Regions from separate parts of the Rattus norvegicus genome. Here region 1 is linked to region 2. A link is a contact called in public Hi-C data. All regions are on one chromosome and are shown on one strand. The core of a region is the stretch at or near the end of the contact, and the rest is flanking DNA. Distances in the headings are between cores, read along the strand shown.

Region 1 (2,700 bases), core at 84-2,583, 170 kb before region 2:
TTCTGGCAAACTGCCTCAAGAAATCACGAAAGAAAATGACCTAAATCTCGTGTTGGGCCTTATTTATTCCTTTTAACTATTCCTTCATATCTAAATCTGAAATCTTTTTCATAGAGAGGTAACCCTTTGCCCAAATTCAGTAAGATGGTAACATGAATTCCCAAATGAAAAAAAGAAGCAGGTAAACAAATCCTGCTCCACTGTGGTCTTTGAACTTTTGAAAAATACTTAACATTTCCCTTCCCCTTAAGACACACTGTCAGAACATGTTAAAGACCCAAAAGAACACTGTGTGAAACCCAATCCTTGATCCCCACAGACGGATAGTGGGTTTTGTTTTTGTTTTTAAAGAGAGATAAACTCTTGTCAAAAAGGCTCCAAGACCAGGAGCCTTGCACGACTCGGTTTTGTGGAAACAAGTTCCTCCAGGGCACCGGGTTTCCATCAAAGACTAAGTCCTGGGACATTCTCAGCAATAAAACTTTCAGGGGCAGGCTCCCCTGGTGGTAACTGTAATCTCTCAGTTTATCAATTCCTAGTCTGCAAGGCGCACGGTTTACCCTAGGGCCACAGCTGGAATAAGGGTGACCAGAGCCCAAGGAATGCAAGGAGGAAAGTGACAGAAACGCCTGGGAAGGGGGCAGGGCATCAGAGGGAAGCGGGGTAGGGGGTTGTCTGACAAACAGCGGGCTCCAGGACAGAAATGCCAGAAGGAAAAGTGAGGACAGGGCCGGAAGAGTTCCTCACGGTCCCTCAGCCTCCTGCATCTGTCACAGTGGAGTTTGTGAGAACGCCACCAAACTTCCTAACCCAGTCCCCGCAGGAAACACAGACGTGAAGAAAAGCAATGGGGAAGCTCTCGCAGTCCTAGTGCCTCAGGCAGGCACCAGAGGTGGCTGGGAAAGGGCCCGGGGCTGCTGAACGCCCGCTGACGAGACCTTGGATAAGGACGGTCAGTTCGGCGAGCCGCTGCCCGACCGCCGACGCCGATCCCCGCACGGGCACGCCGATCCCCGCACGGGCACACCGATCCGCGCACGAGCACCGGGGTCCGCAACGTCCCTTCCCGCTCTTCAGAGCCCTTCGTCCCCTCCTGACTCTCACTGGTGGAGGGAATTTCAAGCCCAGAGCACCCGGCCCTGCCCGCAGCCGCCTCCGCCCTGCGACTCCCGGACCCCCCGACCCCAAAGCTCCTGCCAGCCCCGAGGCACGGCGGGAGACCGCGCCGCCTCCCCTCTCTCACCGTGGGGCTCCATCCCGCGACCCGGACGCCTATCACTCACGGCCACCGCCCCCTCAGCGGGCTGGAGCTCGCTGTCCCCATCCCCCACGGCTGGCCTGAGGACTTGGGTCGAGGAGCCGCCGCCGCCGTCGCCACCCCTGCAGCTACCGCCACGACCGCGCCAGCCGCGGACGCGACGCCCCGCCCCCGCCTCGCACCCCACGCCTCACGCCTCACGCCCTCCTCGGCCCGCCCCTGAAGCCCTCCCATTGGTCCGCGCCCTAGGGGGCGGGGGTCACCGCTGAGGGGGCGGGGCCATAACAGGTGCGGGTGGGGCAAGACGTGCTCAATTCCTCGGAGAGGGGCCTTGACCTGACCGAGGTCCCAAAGTCCCAGTGTACTGGTTGGCAATCGGACCCACCAAGGGAAAAGTCACTCTTTCTTAACTCCAAATGAGAACCACTCCTCTGTCCTGGTTTAACTTGGCCAATTTTTTCAGGAGTGCACTATGAATACTTTCCTGTCAGAATTTTAGTCTTGAACTCAGTTTAGTTGACTTTCTTGCTCCTCCATCCTTTCTCGTTTCAAAACCAAATTTATGACTCATTTTGAAACTTCCCTACCCTTCTTTCTTCAGCTGTCATTTTCTGAAAACTAAATTACTTAATTACATCAGCTATTATGCACAGTATCTGGCTACATAGATGTGTTAGATAAATGTTAACTACACATCCCTCTAATCATACAACACATTTCTTATCATCAAATGCTCTAGAAAATAGGACTATTAACGTGGTTGATGGGGATACGCAACAAAAAAAGAATGTTGCTAGATGTTGTGTTATATATCAAATATGGGGAGGGAAATGTATAGAGTGTTGCGCGTCTAACTTACACTTAAATATCAAGAAATGTTTTCCCTCTTGTTGATGCAGAGACATAATTCTCCCTGGATATTAATCGACAAATAGGTAAACTTACAAAATGCATCTTACCTACTTTTCCTGTTGCTGTGATAAAATACCCTGATCAAAGCAATGTAAGGAAAGGTTTTCTTTAGCTCACACTTCAGAAAAATCAAAGCAACAGGTGCTTGAAGCAGTTTGTCATTTACATTCACAGCCAAAAGAAGAGAACAAAGAATGGATATGAATCCTCAACTCACTTTCTCCACTCTTCTACAGTTCATGATCCCTTGCCCAGGGAATAGTACCACCCACAGTGGGCAGGCTACCCCACTTTGGTCAGCATAATTAAGATAACATCCCACAGGTACACTCAGAGGTTCATCATTCAGGTGATTCTAATTCCCATCTGTGGGATCACAGTCTCCAAGAATGGAGTCATGTGAGGCAAATTGAATGCTCTTGAGAAAATTCCCAAGAAACCAAGAATCTTGTGACCTCAGTTTCTATAAAAACACAGAATTGAAGCCAGTGGTGGTGGCAGCCTTCTTTAATCCTAGCACTCAGGAGGCA
Region 2 (2,700 bases), core at 21-2,520:
GAGAAAACACCTAGGGCACCACTGTTTCATTGGTTACTTTTATGGGCAGGCAACATTTATGTATTGTGTAAGGTTTTATAAGCTTCCTTTCAGACACTTGCTTCTCTACAGTTTCTTAAACTGAAAACAGCCATTCATTAAGTTATTGTGGGGGTTGGGGATTTAGCTCAGTGGTAGAGCCCTTGCCTAGGAAGCGCAAGGCCCTGGGTTCAGTCCCCAGCTCCGAAAAAAAAGAACCAAAAAAAAAAAAAAAAAAAAGTTATTGTGCATGCACTGGACTAAATGCTAGGGATAACAATTTCTGCATGATAGGGGTGGGACAGGAGAAGAATGCTGTAATCTGTAAAGCCCGTCTGCTTCTGGGAGTAAGGCCAGCATTAATACAACGCACAATTGTTATTTCTGAATGTCCCTTTGCAAAGAACAGCGTTTCTCAAACTTTCTTTGACTAGACCTAACATAAAGAAATACATTTTTTATCGCCATCCCTGTACATATCTACAAAAAGAATAATTTTTCTTAAAACTCCTTTTTGTCACGCATTCTGAGCTTTTTCCCACTACATTATTCTTTTTTTTTTTTTTCTTTTTTTCGGAGCTGGGGACTGAACCCAGGGCCTTGCACTTGCTAGGCAAGCGCTCTACCGCTGAGCTAAATCCCCAACCCCTACATTATTCTTATTAAAAAATTAATACAGCGGTGGATCCATCGTCCCCAACCGATTTTACAGAAGTCCTAGATACCAAAATCTAAGGCAACTTGAAATAAGATATCTGATTGTAGTCTTTCTCTTCCTGGTCTCCCTTCACTCTTTAAGTTGTAAATGTAGACCATACTAGTGCTCTGTGATGGAGCCGTTCCCCTCCTCCCTCGGCTTCTTTAAGAGGGTGGTACCGACCCATCCAGGGGATGGCAGAGGGGCAGGGCCCACTAAGTCCGCGGCGCAGGCCTGGCCCGCTCTTCCAGTTCTTGTGAAAGCTAGGGTTTGTGCAAGCAGAGCTCCCAAGGCCGAAGCGGGGGTAGCTCGGATCCGCGCCTAGGACCAGCACCGCTGGCCCGCCGCGTTTCCGGCGAGTCAGTGGGGGTCCGCGCGTGCGCAGAGCGTCCCTCTAGGGAAGGACCTTTCGATCGCCCCGCGCCCGCGCGCGCGTCCGGGAAGCCAAAGTCCAGGGTGGGCTCGGCGCGGCGGCGCGCGCCAGGGGGCGTTCCCGCGCGGCCGGCCCCGCCCTCTCTCGGCGCCGAGCTATCCTCCCAGTTTCCCCCGCGGTTCCTGCACTGAGGTTGTCGCCGGCGCGTCCCCTATACCGCGGCTCGCTCGCCCTGCCGGTGCCATGGCGGCCTTCAGCAAGTACTTGACGGCGCGGAACTCCTCGCTGGCGGGGGCCGCGTTCCTGCTGTTCTGCCTGCTCCACAAGCGGCGTCGCGCCCTCGGCCTGCACGGGTGAGGCTCGCGGCCGCGCCGCTTTCCCGGGCCCGAGCCGGCTGCTCCGGGAGCGCGCCTTGCCCTTCTCTCCAGGTCCGGAGCTGCGCGGGTGCCCGCAGAACCCAGCCAGCGGTCCCCGAGCCCCGCGGCCCTCGGCCTGGCGGCCACTGCGCTATCCCCAGACTGCGGGAGGGAGGAGGGCGCGCCGCGTCCCTGCGCCCCCTCACCACTTCCCCCTGCATGTCAACTTTATGGGTGCATTCTGGTTTTGCCATCTCATCGCCACAGAACGCTAAGGTTTCGTTCGGGATGGACATTTTACGCCTGCTCGACTCCGGAGTAGTGGCGGTGGATAGTGGCCAGGGGCGTTCTTGGGGGTTTTCTGGATCCAGTGGGCACGATTTTTTCTAAAGCGGTGCCCTTTTCCGGAATTGGTCAGTGGATGCCCTGACAGCTCATTTGGAAAGGTTGAATTGGCTGGGTGGTGTGTGCAGGACAAAGTTTCCTCCATCTGCTTTATAGGTGAAAGGTGAAAGTGTGTTTTAGGTGAAGATCACTTGTTAATTACAGCGTACAGCTACCTGCCTGGAGAGAAAGTCAAAGTTTACTTTGAACTCCTGGGAGATTGGGAAAGGAGAGAATTGAGTTCTGGTGTTGGGATTACAGGCACAATTTTATTTCTTGTCGCACATTTGATTGCAGCGAGCGAAAGAGAAAAGGTTACTTCCTAACTAAGCATTCTTGCTAAGTCTTTGGATATTTAATATTCAATCTTAGAATAATTCTTCTATGCTTTTTATTTCATCAACCCTCTGGGCAGGTACTATTGTCTCCTGCCTTTGATTTGCTTGATCTACCTTATTAGAATTTGGCCTAAAATACTAGCAGAGAGCTCCAAGTACCCTTTCACGAAGTATTTTCTGTCCTGTCTATTTTGACTTGCCTATTGACTGCAACATTGGCCCCTTTCTTCCTAAATCAGCTTTACAAAATAGTAATATGCGTCACCTTCACACACTAACCTTTTTTTTTTTTCAAAGAGTTCTGGGTGGGGCTGATTAAGTCTAAATATTTTTCTGTTAGATTGTATCCTTTCTGAACTCTCCTTTGGGATTAGAAGTTATCAGTTATTTGGAATATGCTGATAGAACGTGTTAGATGCTTTGTCTTGAGTTACAGTCTTTGTAGGGAAGCGTTTCAGTGCATAGAATAGGCATTTTACTAGGGAGGGAACTTGACTGCTAACAGCTCTGACTGATTTTTAAAAAATGTCCTTT

Evidence for each region. A called contact is a pair of places that touch in the nucleus more often than the background predicts.
Region 1: a contact with region 2 is called in a Hi-C map of mammary epithelial cells, with 1.7 times the contacts expected there. The contact joins the promoter of Arhgap29 here to the promoter of Abcd3 in region 2. A contact is called at or near these places in 2 of 12 Hi-C or Micro-C datasets (liver and mammary epithelial cells).

What each region holds. Positions count from the first base shown.
Region 1 is chr2:212,754,518-212,757,217 of GRCr8, reverse strand. Arhgap29 (Rho GTPase activating protein 29) reads right to left here and starts at 1,333. Exons shown (of 24, transcript NM_001009405.1): 1 at 1,244-1,333.
Region 2 is chr2:212,588,949-212,591,648 of GRCr8, reverse strand. It overlaps Abcd3 (ATP binding cassette subfamily D member 3), which reads left to right and starts at 1,270. Exons shown (of 23, transcript NM_012804.2): 1 at 1,270-1,441. The coding sequence starts at 1,332. It overlaps LOC108350099 (a long non-coding RNA gene), which reads right to left and starts at 1,146. Exons shown (of 2, transcript XR_001836889.3): 1 at 899-1,146.